Regions from separate parts of the Mus musculus genome. Here region 1 is linked to region 2. Evidence: chromatin contacts called from public Micro-C data. All regions are on one chromosome and are shown on one strand. Each heading gives the region's core, a stretch centred on a gene start, on an enhancer-like site or on the middle of the called end of the contact. The rest is flanking DNA. Distances are from core to core; before and after follow the strand shown. Region 1 overlaps Cdca2 (cell division cycle associated 2). Region 2 has its middle 56 kb from the start of Gm24981.

Region 1 (6,669 bases), core at 700-3,199, 51 kb after region 2:
CTGGAAACCACCCAAGACTAACACCAGGTTTTTCAGGTTTGAGTTGGGGAATATTCTTAAAATCTTCATTCTCAGTTTTTAAGTTTAAAACAAGAAAAGACAATACTGGCACGAACAACGAAAAATAGGCATGCTGTATCTGTTCAAATGTCAGGTAGAAAATCATACAACTTACCTTCTGAAAAGAAAACCACTCTCTCAGTTCCTGCTAGGAAATTTCAACTGCCTGATGTCAATTTCATACTGAAAAAATTATTTCAATACTTGAAGCAGACATTTGAAAGAACAGTTTTGTAAACACCCAAGGCGCCTTCAGTGAAGGAAATGACATTTAATTCTGTTTACCACCACACACTCAAGGTATCAGAAAACTGGAGATGCAGTGTGGTTGGAGATGATAGTGCCTCTCTCAAAGCAGAAATATCATAAAGCAGGAAAATTTAAAGGTGACTAAGGCCAAAAAAAAATGAGAAAATAACAAACAAGTCTAAGAGCTTCCTTGAGATCCCAGAGAGCAAAATCTCAGCTTTTGGAAATCAGATTTTTTCCTTTATCTAAACCTAAAATACCAGCTGCCTGTGGCTCTGCAGAGCATCCTTTCTTCACAATGCAAACAACTCACTCAATTTAAACATTCTGGACAAATGAGAAAGTAAAGAGACCTAAAAGAAGGTATTTTCAACTGGGCAGTGGGAATCTTAATGACAAAGTTCCAACCAGCCCTTATATAACACAAACTGTTTTTTCCTTAGGACTCTTATGTTCATTTTTTTCTTTTCATATATAGCATAATGCTTAAACATACCAAAACAGACACTTTCAGAAAAGACTTAAATCCCAATCCCTTACTTCTGTAATAAATTCTTAGGATGATAATCTTTAGGGTCTGACCTCAGTTGAAGACATAAGAAAAAAATGTCTATTTAGTGACAATAATTACTCATCTCCTCGCTTGAACAATTAGGTTATTGCTGAATCACTAAAAAAGAAAAGGATTAAAGAATGCCCAAAAGTGACATACTGGACATATTTGAAATTGTTAGGTCATGGCACTCTATGCTCAGTTTTATGTAAGGTCTTGCAATTTTCCAGTGAATTTAAGAGAGAATTCTGCTCTGTGTGTGTGTGTGTGTTTGTTTGAGTTTAATAACAACTTCACTTGATCTAAGACTTAAGTAGGATTTGCTGAGACCAAGATGTGACAGCAGATTTTAAAAGGTGTAAGAAGAGAAGTGTCTTTATATTTTTATTGTTTAATTCTGTACTAGTCTTCCACATTTATGCCTCACTAAGATGTACTCACTGGTTAAAACCTAACAGGGGTGGGGGGAATGCACAAGAAAAGCCTACAGGAGAAGAAATGAGAGGGTGTTTGTAAAGCATGTGCCTCTTAGGGACGGTCCCTCCGATCCTCCGAAGAAGCAGAGCAGCCTGACCTACAGAAGCTGGTCCCACCTGGAGGGCAGAAGGGAGCTGGGGAGGCCTTTATAAGCCTGCCCTACACCATTACTTTGTCTCTTGGAGAAAACAGAGCAGAGTCTTCAGAAACAATGCCCACACACAGTAGTTGCTGAATAAATGCTGGAACGCTGGAATGACTCGGTGCAGGGAAATTGGCCAGTTTAGTAAGAAACAGTTTTCAAATCTTAAGGTTACTTTTTAAGCATGGAATGACAGGTTTCATAGTAAACTAAACTCTAATACTTTATGAAAATAAATGAAACAAATTTATCTTTTGTTAAAAAAAAAGGCAAACCTATTTTTGAACTTTAATTTAAGACAATGTCTAAATAAAGCTAATTATCGTAAACGATGATCAGGGCCCTAAGGTCCTGATGCAAATGAACTCCAGTAAACTTTCACTGGGCTCAAACTTCCAGGGAAGCTGGCCTCCCACCCTTTCTCTGGATGCTTGTACTCCTGACTCATGGTCTCCAAAAGGGAGTGTACTCTGGGTATGATGAAGCACCCCCCCCCCCCAGACTGGTTAACCCTTTGCTTCAGCTAGCTTTTAGTCTATCCCCATAAGTAAACAGTGATAAAACTCACAGCCCAAGGAGAAGAGCCTTCAGGATGCTGTGACACTGGTAAACATCCTGACCAACAGAATAAGGCCCAGACACAGGAGCATGATTTCAGCAAAGGTATTGACACAATTTAATGAACAGATGAGCTTTTAAACAAATGGTGCCTGCTGATTTCCACTTAAACAAAAGGCCACTCCAGCATCTATGGCACACAGAAATGAACTCCAAGTAGATAGAAAACCGAATCAAGAAATATAACCATGAAACTTCTAGAAAAATCTTTGTGCTCTTGATCTGGGGAAATGTCTTTTTTTTATCTTTTTGTCTTTTGAGACAGACAGGAAAAGATTAGAACTCACTAAATATCCTAGGCTACCTTTGAACTCACAATAATTGCTGCCTCTCCAGTGCTGAGATTACTGACATGAAACACCATGCCTGGCTATCCTTAGGACACAAAAGACATGAATCATTAAAGAAAAGAAGAAAAGAAAAATAAATAAATTCAAACTTCAACAAAATGAAAACCTTTTCTTAAAGTGATAATACCAAGAAAACAGACAAAAAAATAAGCCATGGAATGGGGAAAATATTAGTAAGAAAAAACTTAGTAAAGGAGTTGTATGCAAAAATGCAAAAAGTATGCAACAAACTTTCAACTCAGTACTAATAACAAACATCCTGGGTAAGACACCCCAACAGACAAGGGCACAAGGACAGCAAACAGAGGGAAATGTTCGTTACCAGCCACTGAGAGACACAAATCAAGATTCTAGCTCTAAGTAAGTCTCCATGATGAACGGGAATGTGTATTTGTAAAAAGAAACATTTGAACAGTATATAACTTTATCCTTAACAAAGCCCCAAATCTTATAACCTAAATATGCAGAGTGAAGTGACATCCAGCAATAAGCAGGAACCATTTACAACATGGAACACAGATAAATCTCAAAAGCATTATGCTGTTTAAAACATAGGCACAAACGATTGACCAATCAATCAATCATCTGAGATTCCTTTTCTGTGACATTCTAAAAAAAGCAAAAAGTACAACTGAATTCAAATCATTAGCTGTAAGAGCTAGGGGTGAGGGTTGGGTTGTCAGACATGATATTACTCTGACGTCAAGGTGGTGTGTAACCATATACATTTTCCAAAGTTCAAACAGTATGTTCTTTTCAAAAGGTCAGCATTTGTAAGCTGGTTTACTTGAGATGCTAGCTCTATGTCAGAGGAACTTTCCAGAATCTACAGAAGAGAATCTAGCTATCACTTCAGCTCTGTCATCAACTCCTAGAACCAAAAAGAAGGAAACAACTCACATCCTCATTTGTCCAAAGGCAATAATTCCACATAAGGCTGAGAGACTGAGGGCAACAGGGCTGTCCTCAGTAACACTGACAGTCATGAGACTCTGTGGAGTAGAGGCTGCAAATTAACATCTATCTATCTATCTATCTATCTATCTATCTAATGTATCCATACATACGTAATACATGTGTGTGTGTGTATGCATGCATGTATAGACAACACTGGCAAACCACACTTGATGGGCACAAGATGTCTGGAAGAGGCATGACAGCTGAGTTTCTGTACACAGAAAGTTGTTTATACTTCATTTAAATTATTTGTCCTCTGATTTCCCCACACATACTCATCAATTTCTGATAAAAACTGAGGGAAAATATAAGAGAAGTTCAAGCCACAGTAGGTACAAGCAGCCCTGGCCTTCATGTTTGCCCAGGGAAGGAAAATTGCAGGAACCACACTGCCATCTTCTGGAAGAAATGAGAATATCTGCAAGGACAGAATCAAGGAAGACCAGAGACAGTCTAAGGTAAGCATCCAGGGTTAGCTACTTCTAGAAAAAAAAAGATTTAAAGCAAAGAAATAGCATTTTCGGTTTACCATTAATGAAAAGACATGAGGGAGGGGATGGATGTAGCAACTGTGATCAGACACAGAAGTTAACTTTACACTAAGCATCTGATACGGGCGAGATATGGTAGATTAGGCCCCTTAATATTCTTTAAGAAACTAAGGCAGTGGTTCTCAACCTGTGGGTCACAACCCCTTTGGGGATGAACAACCCTTTCACAGGGGTCACCTAAGACCATTGGAAAACAAAATTTATGATTCACAACAGTAGCAAAATTAGCTATGAAGTAACAAGACATTAAGAATTGTATGGTTATGGGGGCGGGTGACCACAACATGAGGAACTGTATTAAAGGGTTGCAGCACTAGGAAGGTTGAGAACCACTGGTTTAAGGGACGTCTATAAATATCAGCCAAGCCATTCATTAATAATGAAACATTTTAGAATGAACATAATTTGTCGAGTGGACTTACAGTTTTACTGTAGGTACCAAGTTGACATTAGACAAACTGAACCACAATCAGCCAGAACTTTGAGAATCGAGTTTGTAAACTGTTGCCCATCAGATGCAGCTGAGTTAACAAAGCCGTAACAGAGAAAGAGGCAAATAGCAATCAGTGAACACTAAAACTGTCCTGAGAGCCTAAGGCCTTTTACACATGCTGCTAAGTCTGGGTTTGGGACTCTCCACCCTTTTTAAAACTCACTCAACCTAAAACATTTCTAAACAAGTTAACTCGTTCTCTTTTTGGTGTGTTTAGTGGTCCTGACTTAGTGACTACACACACAGGAGAGAAAAGCACATAAATGATTTTGTAGAGATAAAAGAAAGTTTTGGACAAGTCGCCCCTGAGCAGAAGAAGTTGGGGCTCACTTTGCCTGTTAATGTAAAATACATCAGTCCTTCCCGGCAGGGGCTCCAGACCTGGCGGTGCCAAGGCGGTAACAAATAGCTCCACCTCTGAGGGGGAAATGGGCCGCCCAGCAGGAGCTTTCTTCCCTGGTGTGTTATTTATAGGGAGCTCTATTTGTTAACATGTTTCTGCTATCAGGCTGAAGGACAGCTAATGATTTAAAGGATTTCTGGGGCCATTGTTTAATGATAAGATTTGCAGATTCTAGGTCTACTGGTGGTTTAGATATTTAAATTGCTGCCACCGAGACTAGGAGGTTGTAGAAGGCTTAGCGCTGAGGGAGCAGGCAAGCAATAGACTAGATATTAGGATACAAAGTTCAAGTGCAGGGAGACGCTTAGAAGAAATCGGCAACTACACCAAGCTTCATGTGGGTAAACACATTTCCTGGAGCACTTCTAAGTTTCTACTTCTCAAATGTAAACGTAACAGGAAACAATGAATGAAACTCAGATTACCTGTGACCGATTTGAACAATCTGGAAGGATGACTGCACAGTTATGTTTAATTACATATTCATTTACAATAGTTTCTCTATAGAGTTCCAGTCAATGAATTAAAATTTCAAATACAGGGCCTCATTGTCACTTAATTAGCAAAGGAAAACTCTGATTTGAGACAGACAATGAAGTCATCAAAGCTGGTCAATTTAACCCAAAGAAAAGAATAAGTCATTCTAAAGGTCCTTTTCCAGAACAGCCAAAGCCTTTAGTGGTAAATGGTAAAAGGAATAAAACTGCAGAAACACATTGCTGGATCTAGAAAGGAATGCTTTAACAAAACAAAGGCAAAACAAAAAGACAAACAAATATATTTAGAGGGAGAAGAAAGAAATTAATGTATTTCTACTTAAAGTCATCATAACTCAAATGATTTTTATTAGAAATGTGCAATGCACTGAAGCGGCCTACAGGAAGCTGGGTCCTCTTCCCTAAGAGCCAATGCCAGGTGGGATTGTCTGTTCCTGCCTTTGTTCTCCTGGGCCCAGCCCCCTCAGGGCAGCTGAGCGCTTTCTCCCTTGAGCGAGGGTTTTCTCTTGCAGTCTGGTGGCTGGGTGGCACTGTTAGCATCTGTGAGGGTAGACCCACAAAGGCTTCTCCTCTTCCTAGGTAGCGCAGAAGAACCAACACCCTGGCTCTCACTGCCCGAGACAGCGGGCAGCGGCCCTGGGTTTTGTCCTGAGGATATGGTCTCTTCTTTGGAGGATGGACATTCAAATCCCCTGCTGTCTAAGGTGCAGATCGTCATTCTCCTTCTGGGCTTCTGCAAAGTGGAAGGACTTGGAGACAGCCACACAAGCCCTGTATTTTCCAAGTCTCTCTGGAGCCTTGTGCTGCGTCTCACCTTGGTTTTACTGCTTGTTCTCTGAAAGCTTTGCTCTATGGTGTTAGACAGCTCTTCAATCAGCTGCACGCTTTCTAAACTAATTTCCACAAAGTTTTCCCCACTGCAGGAAGACGCAGGGTTCCCATTTTGTTCCAGGTATGAACTCTGACCCCCACAACACACTGTGCGTCTTCTCCATTTCCTCTCTCTCCCACTGCCAGGGCTGCCATTCCCTGCACATTTCCTTCCCACATTCTCACTGTGGCTTGCGGGTTCTTTTATATTTTGAATGAGGACATCTTCTGAACAGTTAAGGTCTCTTTTTGAGTCAGTAGAGACAGGGCTGCCCTGCAGACTCCCCTGTGGAGCTAAGCATTCACTCTCTTTCTCACACTTTAGATTCATACTTTCTGAAACAATAAGGATCTCACAAGGATTTTCCAAATTTTGACCAGCCTTGAAAAGGTCCTGGCTCTGAGGGCTGCCCAGAGGTTTTGGATTCTTGGACACGATGTGATCTTGG
Region 2 (7,124 bases), core at 1,551-4,050:
TGCACTTGGAGAGTCAGAAATGTGAGCCGAGCCCTCCTGACAGGGTAGTAGTTGCCTGGGTCAGACAGGCATAGTGATGCTTGGGACTGTGCCATGTCCTATACCGGCGTACAGTGTTATCTTTTCTGGGTACCGAAGCAAAAGCTCAAATCGCTCATTAGACAAACGAGAAGCCGAAAATGGGCTCAGAAACAGCTCGTGTCCCCAACGCTGCCATCCGGGAACTGTTTTCAAACGCAATAAATGAGTGTGGAATGGCTTTAAATATACAAGCAGTTTCTTATTTAATCCAAAGATAGCCCTGAATTCTGTCTTCTCTCCTGAGAAGTTCCCTCTCTTGTCTTTTCAATATGCTCTTGGCCCCGAAGTATCTTCTTTTGTTTGGCTTGTTATATAAGGTTATGTAAATACGAACTGATACTACTTGATTCAATTCAAAAGACATCCCCAGAGAAGTCCACTCCTCAGTTCTGACTTCTTTGGACCTCCCAGTTGTATCTTCTGAAGTCTCCCACTGCAGTATTCAGGGTCTTTGTCTTTCTTCCTCCTGGTTCTGCCAGGACTGCTTCCTAGGCCAGACAGGCTCTGCGCTGGCCTGGACCCCTCTGTAGAGCCTCGGGCCACAGGCGTGAACAGTCATCAGCTGATCCTGGGTGAAGTGGTTTTGGAATCCTGTACAGCCCTGCTCCAACTCTCAGCTAGGCAGAGACGAGAGGAGGTGTTTGGGGATTTCTAAGTCCTCAAAGAGACTTCCCGGGCTACATATCCATCAGCCACAAGGATTTCCTCTCAAGGGTCAGCCCAAGGACCTCTGAACTTACCAATGGTTATCATCTAGCTCTGCCCGTGCCCTGCACTCAACTAGGGATTGAGGGTACTCAAGCAGGGAGCCAAGCAGATGGCCCTGGACCTGAGGTTCTGGGCTTCTAGCCAGGGTGGGTGACCTTCATCGTGACTTTCTGTCATCTTCCAGCCCCACCCTTCTTTCTCCTCTTCTTTCTGGTCTCCTTGTTCCCCCGAGTTCTCTTTCCCCTTCTCTCCCTCATGCCAGGCAAGTTTGCAACAGGCTGCTCTTTGCACAGTGAACTCAAAGGGCACTCTTGGCTCTTCTGGTAGCATTATGGCTACGACAGAAGTCCCGTTTCCTGGTCTCTCTTCTTTGCTCCATATCTCCTCACCAATCGTTTGAACTTTTAAACAGTGTCAACTGCTGAGTCCTGGAGAGCACCAGCTTTCCCAGGCTATGGTGTTGAGTGGATATGGCAGGTTTCTTCTCCCATTGTGTGGAAAGCCACGTGAGCACCGCTGTTCCTCCCTTCCACTGCCCAGCCCCATCAACATCATGCTCTCCTCTGGTTGCTCAGACCAGTCAGTGACTTGCTCCGAGTGGGAGACTCAGCATGAAATCTGACCAAAGCCAAGTCTTACTGTTGCCTTCAATTTCATACCCAGCTAGTGCAGCTACTGAGGGTGGGGGTGGGGTATTTTCAAAGCAATACATATCATTAAAAGAAAGAAGAGGAAATTTGGCTTTGTGGTTTTCTTGGGAAACACAATACAGTGCTGTCATCCTTTGGTATCCACAGAAACTGATCCCTGGACACCCAAACACCCAAATCTGTTGATGCTGAAATTCCTCTATAAAATGGTGTAGCATCTGTGCATCACCTCTGTGCAACCTTCATGTAGAGTAACGCATCTCCAGATTATTTCTAACACCTACCAACACAATGGAAATGTTATGCAAGTAGCTATGGTCCCATGCTCTTTAGGCAAAGATGACAAGGTAAAAAAAAAATCTGTATGTGTTGAGCATATATACAGATTTTTTTTAATAGTCCCAATCTTCTGCTGGCTGGATATGAGGATGTGGAACCTATGAATTCAATGCACCAGTCATATGTGTCAAGCTCATTGTCCTGATAAATAAATTAAAAAAATACAAGCATGTTGAATATGAAACATAGGCTAACTTTGCAAAAGGAGAACTGAGGCAAGAATCAGTTCTTCTTGGGCAAAATTCTTAGTATTGTTCCACTAGAAAGATTCATTCCCCTTCAGCAAGAGGGAAAGATATTCCAACTACAGAGACCAAGGCATAGATAGCTCTCTGTTGCCATCCAGTGGGGCAGAGCTGTAAGTTAGCAAGATTCTTGGCTGAGCCGATCCAGTGCATAGAATCCCAATTTGCATAAAATCATGCTATCTCCTCCAAAGAATGAGTAAAGCTTCCAGAATGCACCACCTCCAGCCCTCCCACCTCCCTCATTAGCTGCTTTTGTTTGTCTTTGAGATAAAGGGATCTTGGCTGGCCTCTCCTTGTTGACTGAAAAATTCAGTGCTCAAAAAGAACAGCTTTTGTGGTACTTGGGCCAAACCTACAGTTCCCTAATTGGTTTAAAAGATGGGAAAACAGGGTGTGGAGAGAATAAATGTGAACCAGAGAAACAGAGAGAGAGTACACAGTGCTGGCGGGTAAGTGCCAAGTGGTAAATAAGTCCTTTTTATAGACTCATTTGGCCTCGGCTCTGCAAAGGCTTCCGTAATTGAGGGAGGAAGCAGACTTAAGGGCAGTCTTGAGTGACAGTCAATTCTTTCTAAGATCTGTGGCTGATTTGTAAAGAGATAACAGGGGCTCTCCTGTGTCCTTGAAGTCTAAGGGTTAGTTAACAGGAGGAAGCATTTAGATCCAATTATCCTGGAATTTTCCTTAAGAACACACTGGGCTTTCATTCAATGGGCTCGTGTCTGGGTTTCTTGCTCTGATCAACCCAAACAAGGCCAGTGGTCAGGTTGGTCACCAGTGGTCAGATGTCAATGACACAGACCACATGGCACTGTGGTGAGTCTAGGACACACTACAGGCAGCTTCAGACTGTGAAGCCCTGATGGGCTGATTGTATGGGAGTCCACAGGCATCCAGGTCAAGTATCTCTAAAACTGAGGTTTGCCTGCCCCGGAAAGTTAAATGGACTATCAGATGTCTCAGATGTCAAAACTGAACATATCAGAATGCCAATAAGCTAACCTGTGCTGTCTGGACATCTTGCAAACTCTGTCCTCTGTACAGCCCCTCGGGTAACACAGCATGTGTGTGTTCCTTCTGCGTGAACTGGCTGCTCTCTGACTCAGAAGAAAAGCCACAGCAAAACCTGGGAAGAGAAGCCACCCTCCACAAGCAAACAGACGCCCCCTCTCTCAGCACAAGCCCGAGTCCATTTGCAACAATCAGGAAAGCTATGACAAGAGTGGAGATTGCATTACATCTGCAACCACAATCGTATATATTACACATCTTGGGTGCTTTCTTATTTCACTTATCACTTAGTGATAAAGATGACTAACAGATATTAAAGTTATTAGTTTGTAATTCATCTTCATTGTTTTTTAACTCAACTTTTTCTCTTTTGGGCTCTGCATCAGTGTATTTGAGGAGTATCCAGAGATTGCATGATGAGCTATTTATTTTAAATCATTACCATTTGCAAATGCTTATCTGTAGAAATCAGAATGTGCTCAGTTCTCTTCTGCTAGGGCAAAACATAAAACTGGGTGAGGTGGTGCACTCGTCTAATCCCGGGGCTTGGGAGGGGAGGATCAGGGGTTGGAAGTCATCCTCCACTCCAAAGCAGGTTCAAGGCCAGCCTAGGTTACACAGGTCCCTGTTTCAAAAACTGAAAGACGGTCCTACACTAATAAATCCAGAATAAATATCATATATTTATCATATATAATGATAGTGATGTCATATATAAGATATTGATATTGTATCATCTATATATGATATTATATATATGGTTACTATTATCATATCATGGTATTTATAGTATATATAATATATCACATACTATGTGATATATTACATATTGTATTATATATATCATATATATGATATATATGATATAATATACATGTATATATAATATTATAACCATAAATGTTTAACACTGGATTTTAAAAAACATAATAGTGGTCTTCTATTGACTAAAAAGGCAAATGAGCATAATTTTTGTAGGTTATCATGGACTAAAATATGTCTCTCCAAAGCTTGAGCTCTCAGTAACTCATAACCTAATTACATTGAGTGAGAAAAGGTGGGCTAAAATTGAAAAAAGGCTGGAGGAACCTGGTCCCACTTGAGTGGTATCCTTCTTAAAAAAACCATGAGGACACAGACATGATGGCCACATGAAGACCAGGAAGGGAAGGTGACCACCTACAAGCCAAATCCTAAGGCCGCCAAAGAAAACAGCCCCGCTGGCAGCAGCCTGGTATCAGACTCACAGCCTCCAGAACACACGAACACAAACATCATCAGTGGAAGACGCCCAGCGTGTGGTGTTTGGTTATTACATCCTGAGAAACTGAATCCAGAGTCCAGATCAGTTAGATCTGAAATTTCCCACCGTACCACATCCTGCCTTCCCAGCCTTAGCTTTCTGTTGTATTTTGATTTTAGTAGCTTATCAAGATATTAATTCACACAGCACAAAATTTGCTTGCTGTGGGCGTATAGTTTAATGATTTCAGTATATCTGCAGAGCATTGTACAATCCTGACCACAATACCACCTAATCTTGAAGTGGACACTTAAGGCCTCCAGGCCTCAGCTTGTCGTCTATGAAATGGGGCTGATACCTTCCACGTGCATTTGTTTAGATGGTTGAAGGATGTAGCAGAAGTCACATGTGTCTGTGTCTTTCTTTCTTTATCATTCTTCGGGCTCGGAGTCCTTTGAGGCTAATGCTAAGTCTCAAATCTTTAATGAATGTAATGATTGGCTCTCCAGTCAAGGCTCCAGTCTTTGCAAAACTTGACATACACACCCACCCCTGCACCACCCCCACCCCATGGCCCCTTCCTTCCTACTTTCTGCTCCATTCCTGAGGTTTCAGCTTCGGCTTTGGATCCCCACCTGACGTTTTTCCTACGTAGCAGATGGCTGGCATGATCCAGCTTCCTAGCATGCTTGTCCTATGTAATCCCCACCCTCTTGAATGTGCTGGCTGCACCTAGTGACTCCCTTCTAATACATGGAATCCAGGAGAAGTGACCAGATGCCATTGCTGAGATTAGGTGACAGGAGACCAGTGGCTTTCCTGCTCACTTATTCGCTCTGAGGGAAGCCAGCTGCCACATTAGGTCCTGTCCTCAAGAGAGCCAAGCAGCAAGGCTTCTCAACAGCAGCAGCTTGGGTGAGCTTGGTCACAGGAACCTCCCCAGTGGACCACAGACATACACCTCAATTGGAGCCAGCTTGAGACTCAAGCCAGAGGCCACAGTTAAGCTATCTGTGGACTGTTGAGTCCTAGACTGTGAGTCACGGGCTGCTGAGTAGAGATTTGTTACACAGCAATAGATAACCTGCACCTACCCCACAGTCTAGAATAAAAAGAACTGAAGCCAGACTGGCCAGTCCTTGCACAGTTCAGAGCCCAGCACCTTGTCAATGGTCGAGAAACTCCCCAAACCTAGCCTGTGAGAATTTCCTACCATTTTTGTCTCCTTAGAAGGGCTTACTACCTTCCAGACCCTGGAATTCAGTTCAGGCTACATCATGACCTCAGCTCTTTGAAGGCCCAGATGAGTCACGATTCTGGGGATGACCCCAATTTTGCACAGCATTACCATAAAGGCAGTGTTCTCTTATGGGTTTCTGACTCTTAAATGGAAATGAAACTTTGGACTAGGTTTGTACTCTCCTCTGTGTGTGTGTGTGTGTGTGTGTGTGTGTGTGTGTGTGTGTGTGTACATTCATGGGGGTATAACTCTGCATTTGAGTGAGTGCAGCCAGATTTTGACATTGTGTATCTTCCTCAGTGTGTGTGTGTGTGTGTACACTTGTGGGTGTGTAGCTCTGTATTTGAGTGCGTTCATCAGATTTTGGCATTGTGTGTCTTCTTCAATCCCTCTCTGTATTAGTTTCGAGACAGTGCCTCTCACTGAATCTGGAGCTCATCCATCTGTCTAGACTGACTGGCCAGTGAGCGCAGAGATCCCCCTTCCTCACATCCTCAGCACTGAGACTACAAGATTCATATTTTGACACCCAGCTTTTCCCCACCCTTGGTGCTGAAGACGAAACTCAGGTCCCAGGCATGCTGGGCTAACATTTCACCAGCTAAGCCATTCTCTGGACCCTGAATTTGCATTTTAGTCCTTCTGATCCACTCTGCTCATCCATGAGCCAGCTTCCTCGCCTGTTCAGGAAGGTTCTAAATGATACTGAATATGACAGTGACTGAAATTGTCAGGATGACTTCTCAAAATCATATGTGTGTTACTCTGGATTCCTTTGGAAGATTCCAGTGTTATACTAGGCTCTTGGCAGATGAGGAACCAACCAGTTATGTCTTAGGGAGGCTGAGGAGAACTGAGGTGACTTGTGGTTTGTAATTGCCATGATTCTCCCATGTCCAACACATACAAAGAAGCTATAAGAATAGACACACAGGCCTGCCAATCTCAGCCTTTGTGCTCTCAGCATTTGTTCTGAGATGTAGACTTACTAGAAGGATCTCTTTGATCCATGTGAGGATTCTAGAGGTGGCCTTCATGCTGAGCCAGACAAGTCTGAGGACTGTGCATCAGGAGACGCTTGCAATCACACGAAGAGAGGCTCTTCAAAGAAGAAAGTCACACAAGGACAGGGGAAGAGAAGGTGGGGGACACCCCTGGTGATGTTACATCCCACTTCTGATTCCTAACTCAGGAGACTTAAGCCCTTTGCCATGTGAGTCTGTATACCAAGCTGGTTAGAGGTGGGGGTCCAGACCTCACAGTTGATAAAATCAGAGAGTGTAACAGTAAGGAAGAGTTCAAACAAGTTCAATAGGATGTAATCAGGCAGGATGCTTTCAGATGCAGGCTCCAGGGGACCCAGGAAAGGCACCTTGAGCTTGGATCATGTCAGTAAGCACTAGGCTGTAAATTACCAACTTCTTAGGAACTGGAGAGAGAAGTCTCTTATAGAAGATTCTAGCCACATTGTCAAGCAACAGGGTAACATGGGACTGGATTTGCGGAGGGAAGTTGTTTTGTTTTTAGATTTTGTTTTTCCTCTTTGGATATGAGTGTTTACTGGAATATATGTCTGTATACAATATTCTTTCAGTGCCAATGGA

Evidence for each region. A called contact is a pair of places that touch in the nucleus more often than the background predicts.
Region 1: a contact with region 2 is called in a Micro-C map of brown adipocytes, with 8 times the contacts expected there. The contact joins two enhancer-like sites. A contact is called at or near these places in 1 of 39 promoter capture datasets (the 3T3-L1 cell line), 1 of 15 datasets of contacts at CTCF or cohesin (pro-B cells), 35 of 484 Hi-C or Micro-C datasets (the 3T3-L1 cell line, 3T3-L1-derived adipocytes, the AML12 cell line and 21 more), 7 of 115 datasets of contacts at active chromatin or transcription factors (embryonic fibroblasts, embryonic stem cells, extraembryonic endoderm stem cells and 4 more) and 1 of 9 other capture datasets (embryonic tail).

Annotation. Positions count from the first base shown.
Region 1 is chr14:67,671,047-67,677,715 of GRCm38.p6, forward strand. Cdca2 (cell division cycle associated 2) reads right to left here. Exons shown (of 15, transcript NM_001110162.1): 15 at 5,308-6,669. The coding sequence ends at 5,814. Among named protein-coding and RNA genes, the nearest start is that of Cdca2, 41 kb to the right of the region's middle. Within about 2 kb of position 1,950, at least 20 of the 459 cell types and tissues checked have an H3K27ac peak or open chromatin away from gene starts, as enhancers often do. A contact at or near this core is called in the C3H10T1/2 cell line, brown adipocytes and pancreatic cancer cells, where this site is marked.
Region 2 is chr14:67,618,856-67,625,979 of GRCm38.p6, forward strand. No RefSeq gene overlaps it. Among named protein-coding and RNA genes, the nearest start is that of Gm24981, 56 kb to the left of the region's middle. Within about 2 kb of position 2,801, at least 28 of the 459 cell types and tissues checked have an H3K27ac peak or open chromatin away from gene starts, as enhancers often do. A contact at or near this core is called in the C3H10T1/2 cell line, brown adipocytes and pancreatic cancer cells, where this site is marked.